2 separate regions of the Sus scrofa genome follow, and region 2 is linked to region 1. The links are chromatin contacts, called in public HiChIP or PLAC-seq maps. All regions are on one chromosome and are shown on one strand. Each heading gives the region's core, a stretch centred on a gene start, on an enhancer-like site or on the middle of the called end of the contact. The rest is flanking DNA. Distances are from core to core; before and after follow the strand shown.

The links. HiChIP or PLAC-seq counts read pairs in DNA pulled down with a chosen protein or histone mark.
Region 2: a contact with region 1 is called in an H3K27ac HiChIP or PLAC-seq map of alveolar macrophages. The contact joins the promoter of KLF11 here to the promoter of ODC1 in region 1. A contact is called at or near these places in 1 of 5 promoter capture datasets (liver) and 1 of 2 datasets of contacts at active chromatin or transcription factors (alveolar macrophages).

What each region holds. Positions count from the first base shown.
Region 1 is chr3:126,087,826-126,092,804 of Sscrofa11.1, reverse strand. It overlaps ODC1 (ornithine decarboxylase 1), which reads right to left and starts at 3,022. Exons shown (of 10, transcript NM_001122983.1): 1 at 2,909-3,022; 2 at 2,468-2,641; 3 at 2,107-2,279; 4 at 1,716-1,850; 5 at 1,514-1,595; 6 at 1,250-1,333. The coding sequence starts at 3,010.
Region 2 is chr3:126,426,260-126,431,146 of Sscrofa11.1, reverse strand. KLF11 (Kruppel like factor 11) reads left to right here and starts at 1,257. Exons shown (of 4, transcript NM_001134346.2): 1 at 1,257-1,453; 2 at 2,982-3,251; 3 at 4,604-4,887. The coding sequence starts at 1,412.

The DNA.
Region 1 (4,979 bases), core at 1,773-4,272:
GGAACCCGCAAGGCACACAGCGCTTTGTTGACAAGACAACAAAAACATCGCAGCAGCCATCAGCACCCACACCTCCCTGGAAACCAGCCTGCCTGCGCCTGTGGTTTCCCTTCTCAGTTCCCTCCAGATGCCCTTTCCACCCTCTTTACGATGTTCTAAGTGTCATTTTATTAAACACTGGTACAAATTTATTATTTCCACAGCGCTTTTTTTTTTTTTTTATAGCAAAATGTGTCAATAGGATATATCTTCCTGTGTGGCCTACACTACATAACTTTAGTTTTTATTTTTATTCATTTATTTTTTTTGTCTCTTTGTCTTTTCTAAGGCTGCTTTCCGCGGCATACGGAGGTTCCTAGGTTAGGGGTCGAATCAGAGCTGTAGCCACCGGCCTACACCACAGCCACAGCAACTCGGGATCCCAGCCGCATCTGCGACCTACACCCCAGCTCAAGGCAACGCCAGATCCTTCACCCACTGAGCAAGGCCAGGGATCGAACCTGCAACCTCATGGTTCCTAGTCGGATTCCTTAACCACTGCACCACGACGGAAACGCCCACATAATTTTAATAAGAAAATACATCTATTTCATAAATGAGCAGCACACAATGGCATAACTTCTATGACTTAAAACAGTTAAAATGTTTTAAGAAAAAGCAGCACAAATTCTAGCAAAGACCCTCTGGGGAAATGATGCCCAAGTGGGCACGCTTCTCCAAAGCCACAGCTCGCAATGCAGTCCACTTTCCCACGGCTTTGGGTTCATTTTATTTTAGAAAACCAAAAAATATCAAATATGACTTTAAACAGCACAGAAGCCACTCAAAACACCACACCACGACGTTATTTTCACGTTTGTAGAATCCCTTTGGGTATTAGTGAAATAAACACTTTGAATTTTGGAGTTCCCATCATGGCTCAGCAGAAAGGAATCGACTGGGAACCACGAGGTTGTGGGTTCAATCCCTGGCCGCGCTCAGTGAGTTAAGGATCTGGCATTGCTGTGAGCTGTGATGTAGGTTGCAGACACAGCTCGTATCTGGTGTTGCTGTGGCGTAGACCGGCAGCTGTAGCTCCGATTAGACCCCTAGCCTGGGAACCTCCATGTGGCGCAAGTGCAGCCCTAAAAAGCAAAAAAAAAAAAACCAAAAAAAACCAAAAAAAACGAAAAAAACAAAACCACTTTGCATTTTGAGACATTCAAAAAGGAACTAAGGGGCTAGCGATTATGGTTTTGTTATGAATTACCTCTTCGAACTTAAGCTTTACATCCTCAGATCCAGGAAATCCACCACCGATATCAAGCAGATACATGCTGAAACCGACCTCAGCCTAGAGGCAGGAAAATCATGTCCGTCAGTCACCAGCTTCGCAACAAGTCATGAGCAATGTGCGCGGCAGGGAGGGTTAACAGACTCTAACAGGAGAACTGGGACCAGAGGCTAATTCCCGGACTGGGACCAGTTACTGCCACCCCGGCCCCTCCTCCCAAGTGGGGTTACGGAGACTCACGCCCATGTCGAAGACACAGCGGGCATCAGAGATGGCCTGTGCGAAGGTCTCGGGATCAGTACAGCCACTTCCCACGTGGAAGCTGGGCCAAAAGACAGGAGAATATGCTATTTCTGGAAATAACTATTCCCAGTGGGAGCAAGCCTGTCACACCCACATGGTCTACCGTTAACTTCTCGCCCTGCCATCACCAAGAGCTCACCTGACACCAATGACATCAATATCAAGATCCCTCGCCCGCTCCAAAAGCAGCCTGCTGGTTTTGAGTGTGGCACCAAATTTGACACTGAGGCGACAGACTGCTTTGGAATCATCAGTGGCGATGCGCAAAACCAACCTAGAACCAAGCAAAGTGCGTCAGATGCCCGCGATGAAGGTCACCTGCGGCCAGGGGATCAGACTCCGTGGCTCTGGTGCCCTGCGGTCTGGGTCTGATCTGATCTCACCCACCAAGAGGGCCTAAGCTTTTTTCTACTTTGTCTCTGACCCAGGCAACATTCCAAAGTATGGAAATCTAAGGACTGGAAATTGAGTTGGCTGCCGCTGCACCGACCCCCAGTCAGCCCCCGCCTCCGGTGGAGGTGTGAACTCACTTGGCCTTGGGATGCGCCCTGGCGACTTTCATCAGCTCCACTTCACTGTCAAAGGTCATCATCTGGACTCCATTATTGGCGGCATACTTAATCTGAGACACTTGTTTACAAGGATTTGCATAGATAATCCTCTCTGGAGGCACCCCGAGACTCTGCACCAGTTGTATTTCAGTCTGAAAGAGAAGGTGTTAGGCTACATACATGTAGCCGACACGCGGAAGACCCGGAAAACAGGGCAAGGCGCCGCCATCCCTACTCGCCATCAACACGTCTACTGCCCCAGCAAGACACCGGGATCTGCCCTGCTGCCCACACCAGGGCCATTACATGCAACCCTTTGAGTTCTGCTGCTTTCACCCACCTTGCTGGCACAGTCAAATCCTGTCCCGATGGCAGCGAGGGTCTGCACTATGGTTCTGCTATCGTTGCATTTGACCGCATAAAAGGGGGTGACCCGAGGAAGCGCTTTGAGCCATCTCAGGTGCTTCTTTAGAATGTCTCCCAGGTCCGCCACGTAGAAGGCATCCTTATCATCCTGCGGTAAGGGCCAGAGTTACAGGAAACCGTCAGCAGTCAGTCTACCAACACGTCCCATATGCAGCCTTCCCGCCTCCTGCCCATCATTCTCAATAATTTAGTCCATCCCTACTGCCACGGGGTGATTCACAGCCAATCACATTCCAAGCGCCCCAAGAGGACATGTACATTCCCACGAGACCCCCCCCCCGAAGTCTCCCACTCACCACCCCCCCCCAAACACTCTCAAAGCTGCGCCACCAGCAAGGACTTGCTGTGTACTCACAGTGGCAGACACTTCATTAATTTTTTGGTCCAGGATGTCCTTGGCAGTAAAGCCTTCATCCAGGAAATGGCAGTCCAACTCCTCGTTACTAAAGCTGTTCATGGCTTCTTGATATCTTTCTGAAACACAACAAACTGCACAGGGCAGACAAACTTACTTGGAAGTCCTAGCACGACTTAGTAATTCTTAGCAAGATAAACCATGAACACTTACACGGAAAACAAAAGATGGAATTTAAATTATGCCAGCTCTTCACAAAGGTAATTCTCCAGGAATCCCTGTCCCGCTGAAGACTCGGGTGCCCTTGGTGCAGCAGTGGGAATGTCCTGCTGAGCAGAATCTGAACACAGCAAATTGGAATATAGTCAGGTACGTGTACACACACACACACACACTCAAGCACCCTCCAGAGAGAGCTCACTTGCTGAGGTTGGGAATCCCACCATTCCTATTGGTGTCCTCCCATGATTTCATAAACCTCTACGGAATGAGACACCACAGGATCAGCACTAGACTTCTGGACACTCAAGTTCCATATATAGTAGTCTCCCTCAAAAAAGGTATTTCAAATATTCCTGCTAAAAATGCAGAATGCACGTTTCAGAAACGTTTCTGTACTGAAGTTCACTGGTAGGGAAACTTCTATGATGCTTAGTTTACCTCACTTCAGTGTTATTCTTCTTTTAGAAGCTTAAAATAGCATTACAGGGATTCTCGAAAGTTGCTGTATAAACATCTTGCACATTCCCAAGTCCTACATAGGCATCATCACTGTCATTTGCTGACGGCTCTTGCGGTCTCCTGAGAATTGTGCTCATTGTCATGCCAGGCATGTATTTTTTTAAATTGCAATCTTCAAATCAACATTACTGTAATATAGTTACCACATCTGACCAGAAATCAGTATTCTTAAACCAGCGCTGCCTACCCCATCAGCCATTCTGGCAATCTCAACTGCCCTTCCAGGTGCTCTAACATTTGCTTGGCTATTAATGATTACCACCTGGGAATGATTTTTGACAAACTTTACAGAAAAATAAAAGCAAGGTAATGAATTAGGAATAAGCAAAAATAAAGCGCGTTTAACAGTCAGGGCTGCTGTCCTCGGCCTTCATGAAATTTCACAGCAGTTATCTTAAAATTATTGATGGTACCCCATTTCTGCCAGGGAGGACTCCTTTGACACTGTGCAACCCGCTTCAGTGCCTGCAGCCTATGGGCAGAGGCCAGGCAATGGTTCGGGGCCACAGTTTGCTCTGGCATGGGACACTATGAGAGGCCCAGGGGTACGGGCCTGCCATAAATCCAAACCCATGCTTGGCAGAACGTGTATTCTTAATCTAATGTGACTTTCGGGCACTGTCAAACCGCCTATGCTGCCGGTAAACTCCTGTGTCTCTCAGAACAGCACGTAAGTAGGCTCCAAGGTGGCAGACTGGGTTATTTAGGGTTAACTATTTTTAAGGCAATATTGAGGCTTAAACTTAGAAGCTTTTGTTTCTTTCAAATACAGCACTATTACACATTGGGCTTTCCTGTATCTTTCAAAGCTTTATTTCAGTTACTTTCAATACAGAGGAACTTCACCCAAGAACACCCTTTGGTGTTCCTATCTGTTACTTAACAGTGACTCAGTGAACACAAGACAGCGCTTTTCTACTATGAAATTCTTTACTGCCAATGGGCTAAAAGGAAGCCGAGCACTAATTCGATCAGCCACTGAAGTTATCCAAATTATGGCCAATTTTAGGTCTGAATAAAGTCAACACCTCCGTCTTCCCCAGACGTTTCTAAGAGGTTCTGCGCCCCACACTTGCCCCCATCATTTCAGATTTTCCATAAGCCTTTTTTGAAAACCCTGGGACCGGCTCCTATGTCTGAGCCTGCTCGCCTGAACTGCGATCTCCACAATCGAGGACTTTCTTAAATCACCAAGTCATTCAAAGATTCCTTAAGCAATTCTACGCCATGGCAGGATCAGTATTATCAGTTAGATTATCTCAGCTCCAGCGACTCGAGTGGGTTTTTACATTGCGACATTTGCTCAGGATACGGAGCAAAACCAAAAGTT
Region 2 (4,887 bases), core at 8-2,507, 340 kb before region 1:
AACAGCAAGAAGCTGGAAGTGAGCTTATGCTCCCTCGGCCCAACACAGCAGGCCTGCTCAGGAACAGGAACAAGCTGGCCACAGCCCTGGGCCCCACCTGCTTCCACCTGCTTCCCTATCAGTGTAAGGGGGAGGGCCTGGTGTTCCGGGGACCTGTCCCTCGGGCTCAGGGCTTTTCTGACGCAGAGCCAATCCCGAAGTGCAAGGATCCTCTGCTTTCACCTGCCCTTAGCTTGCAGGGCCGAGGCTACATCGCTGCAGCCTCTGCACCTCCCGCTGTGCCAACCCACATCCCAGCTCAGCAAATGTGGGCCACATGGGCGGATGAACGGCTGTCTCTTTGGCGCTGCAGGCGGTGAGGGCATAATAAACACAGCCTGCTCCGCAGGAACTTCGAGCTGCAGACCTGGAGGAACTATACCCAGCAGCACAGGCACCAGAAGTCCTGGGGGAAGACAGGTGCCCTGGGCATCTGTCTAATCAGGTCTGAGGACTTGCCAGATGGGGTAACGCTTACAACTGGTCTGGGAAGAATGGATGCGTTTCACCAGGTGCCTGTCAGGTGGTCCCCCGTCTCGCCCCCAGCCCCCCAGGAACTAAGTGGAAACTGCACCCCTGAGCTGCCTGGGGACGGGTCAGCCGCAGACACAGGCCTAGAAGTTGCAGCTCTGGGTGCTTAAGGGAACAAGCGGACGCAGGAATGTCACCTGTGGCTAGCCAGCTTTCAAAACTCTTCCAGATCAAGGTCGCACTCCTAGGAACGACGGCTGCCTAATACAAATTTTTTAAAAAGAAAGCAAACTCCAGGTTGAGGCCTCCAAGTGCGCTGCCTCTACTGGACAGATTCACCCCATCCGGACCTGCGCTCTGGCAGGCTTCGGGCAGTGGCCGCTTTAAGCGCTGTCCCCCTCCCCAGCCAGCTCGGGGACTTCCCCTGCCGCAAAGGCGCTGTCCTCTCTGCCCAGCCGCCTCCGCACCGCAGCGGCCAAGCTGCCGCCGGGACCTTTCCCCTACTTTCCAGGGCCTCAGGCCCCGCCCCCTCATCGCGACCAAAACACGTGCCGCGTCCCGCCCTGCCCGATCACGCCGCGGCCAGGCTCTGATCACGCGGCTCCCCGTGGTGCCTATTGGTCGGTGGCGCACGGGCCTGGCGCGGATTGGCTGGCACCTGGCCGGCCCCGCCCCGGAGGGGCGCGGTGTATTTTGGTTTACCTCTGCACCCCGCCCCTCCGGTCGCCCCGCCCCTCCCACGCCGCGAGGGCCGCGCCGAGGCAGAGTGGCGCGGGCGGGCGGAGGCGCGCGCCGGCCGCTGGATCTCCGGCTCGCCGCCGCCCGCCACGCACGTGCGGCAGCTGTCGTGCGCCGAGCTCCCGCCCTGCGGCTGCTTTGTTGCCTCCGGGCCGCCGGCACCATGCTCACGCCGGGCTCTGCGGGCCCGGGCGACGCACACGCGGTGAGTGGTCGCCCATCGGAGAGAGGGGCGAGACGGGGCTGCGCTGCGTGTGCGGACACAGGGTGCGGAGGAGGGTGGGGGCACACGGTCTCGCCGCACCCACACCCTTGAGAGCCCGGGCGGGTTCGGCCGCCTGAAGGGGCGGCGGCCGCGCGAGGTCGCGCCGGGAGGGGCGGGGAGGGGGATGTGCTTCGCACCGCCCCACGCGCAGCTTTTTGTCTAGCGCTCCCGCAGCGGCCCCACCCAGGCAGCCCCAGGTGCGGGGCTATTTGCAGCCATGACGTCATCAGGCCCTGTGAGGAGGTGGCCGTTGGGCGGGGCGCGGCTGGCGGGAACTCGGCTTGCGGGCCGCGGGGGGCGGGGCGCCGGCGGAGAGGCAGGGGCTGTGGGAACTCGGCGCGGGGGGCGGGGTCGAGGGCGGGGGCGGGGCCAAGGCTGGCGGGAAAGCGGGGCGGGGCCAAGGCTGGCGGGAAGGCTGCACGCGCCGGGCGGGCAGCCTCAACCCCTGGGCCGCTCCTGTCCGTGCTGGAGGGCGCTGGCTGAACCTGGTACCGAGTCGTCGAGCCACGGGGACTGCCGAGGGGCCGAGAGAAGGGTCTGGGAGCCCCGCGTCACCCCGTCCCTCCCCTAGCAGGCCTAGCAGGTCTTATTAACCATTTCCACTTCTGTGACTTCACAGTTCTTTCCGGGGACTCGGCCAGAGTGACATCTGTAAGGGCGGCGGCGTCACCTGTGTGCCGCGGGGGGCCCCTGGGCGGGACAGGTTGGGGTTTAGGCAAGCTGAGTGGAAGAGTGTTATCTTCGTAGATGGAAAGGTTCTCGGGGAAGAGATGGGTTGCCTCCAGTCGGTTCCTGCTCTGCTCCCGCTTCAGAGGAGGAGCTGCGCTGGGAAGCCCTCGCCGGCTTGTGGCAAATCTTAGCCGTTCTTCCTCTCCCAGCGCTAGTCCGCGAGGACCGACCCAGGCGCTCCCGGGGGTGGGGACCAGGGCTGAACCGCGCGTTGCTCTCCCGCGCGGGACTCAGCTGAGTGATTCCCTGACGGGTGTGGATGCTCCAGGGTTGTCGCAAATGCATCTGTGGGGACGCTCGGGTGGTTTTGCCGACTCATCTCAGCCAACCTGAGCCATCGGTGTCCTTCCTCCTCCTCCCCCCCGGGAAAGTTTGACATTAGCCATTGGGTTCTCACCTCTGGAAAGGAGTGTTATTAATCATTTCCCAAAGAAAAGCAAGAGCTTAGCAACCGTTGCTAAGAGTCAGGGTGTTCTGGGGAAGCTGCTGACCGGCCCAGTCCATTCCTCCTCCCTCCCTCGGCGAAACACTGGCTTTGGAGCCAAGTGGTCCTCCGAGCTCTGCTGGCTGCTTCCCCACCCCCCAGAGCGCATGCGGTGCTGCGGGCTTGGGGTGGGTGTGGAGTGGGCGCGGGGCAGGTTCCTGGTGTGCATGCCTTCTTCCTCCTTACCGTGGGGGCTGTGCGTGACCCTTTTTGTGCTTCCGGGACTGAAAAGCCATAGTGTTGTGTCGCCTTTAGGTTGACATCATGGACATATGTGAGTCCATCCTGGAGAGGAAGCGGCATGACAGTGAGAGGTCTACGTGCAGCATCTTGGAGCAGAATGACATTGAAGCTGTTGAGGTGCTGGTTTGCATGAGCTCCTGGGGTCAGAGATCCCAAAAAGGGGACCTGTTGAAGATAAGACCGCTCACACCTGTCTCTGACTCTGGCGATATCACCACCACTGTGCCGATGGACTCACCTGCACCTGAGCTACCAAAGGACTTCCATTCTTTATCAACTCTGGTAAGAGGTGGGGGAGGGGGCGGTTTGCGCCTGGTCTAGAGTATCTTTGGTAAATGTGCTAAAGAGCTGCTGGGTAGATTCACCAGGATGCTGGCAAGCAAGTTCATACCCCCCTCTATGTGGGTCTTAAGGGTGAAAGCTGCTTTTATCTCTTGAAAATATGCTTTCCATTAATAGAGCATAGCTTGTAGCCACAGGGTGTAAATGTCCATAGGGTGAAACTATAGATTGATGTGGAAGAGCAAAATGTAGTCATTTTCCTGGGAAACCCGTAGGTTGAGGGCTCCAGTCCAGGAGCAGGATCTGTGGGTGGCAGCAGGGGAAAGCCTCTACTTTGCACCAGGCAGCCTTCATTAGCTGGGGTGAAATCCTGGGTCTCTGCCTCCCTTATGGGAGCCAATTTCTTTCTTGTGTGAGTTGGGTGCCGTCAGACACTGGCTTTTGTTTTTGTTTTGTTGTTACCGCAAACGGCAGCAAAGTTACTGGGAAGCACTGCCTCTCCACTTGGAGAAGTTGAAAGCTGTCAGTTGCCAACAAAACGGAAATTTTTGATCTGGCTGTTCTGGGCTGGTATCTTGCACTGGAAGGATGGGGCAGAACACTGACTTGTGGGGTGGGAAGGCACTTGTGGCAGCAGAGAGGATTGTACAAGGAGTGGGCCTGGCTGCGGGGGGGGGCACCTCTCAGAGTTACTTGGCATTGGGTTGAAAATAAGTGGGAGCTGTTTGTAGGGAGAAGTGGTACAAAGAGAGTCTTGGTTTAGGCCAAACCCCTGGTTAAAGCATGGCCTTTGGGGGATCGTTCTCCTAGGTTTTATTTTGTATCTAGTAGGCATTGAATGAGTGTGTGACGGATTGGATGGGGTGTGATCAATTGGTTGGATAGGTGTGTGATTGGATGAGTGTGTGTTTGATGGGGTAGGTGTGTGATCGATTGGATAAGGGTGTTAAATGATTATCACTGAGACTTTTTTAAAAACTTTGAGATTCTGATACTATTTTTTGAGATTCTGTATAAAGTTCTCATTTTGACTGTAAGTTTGATTCTTCATTTGTAGTCCTGATACTTAAATTGTTCACTTCAGTAGCTGTGCGAGCCCAGGAACAGCACCGGCGTCCTCACAGTGGAGCAGATGGATGGGTTGGCAGAGGTCGGGAAAGCGGGAGAAGGCAGGAAAGTTAGGTGCCTCCAGCAGGCTGTACATCCATTGGGTGCGATTGGGAGCAGACTTTGACCAATCTTTTCTAGATACTTCTTTGTAAAGACTTCGGGGGCAACATGATCAAAGTAAGTTCCTTAAAATTTAACCAAAATAACCTTTTCACACAGCACTTTTTTTTTTTTTTTTTAAGTGCATGACTCCTCCTCAGAGCCCTGACCTCACGGAGCCATCAACAGGGACACTTGGTCCTTCCCAAGTAACTGATTCCAAAGCCCCCATGGTCATGGCTGGCCCCTCAGCCTCTCGTGGGGGAGCCCCCCCTCCCTGCAGGGCCATGGTGACAAGTGTCATTTGCTACACCGGGGGGACTCCTGCCCACACTCCTACCACTCAGGCTCAAGAGCACCACCTTTCAGCCAACAGAGAAGCGGAAGCCCGGTGTCTGGAACACACCGAAGCTTTGCCGGACACACG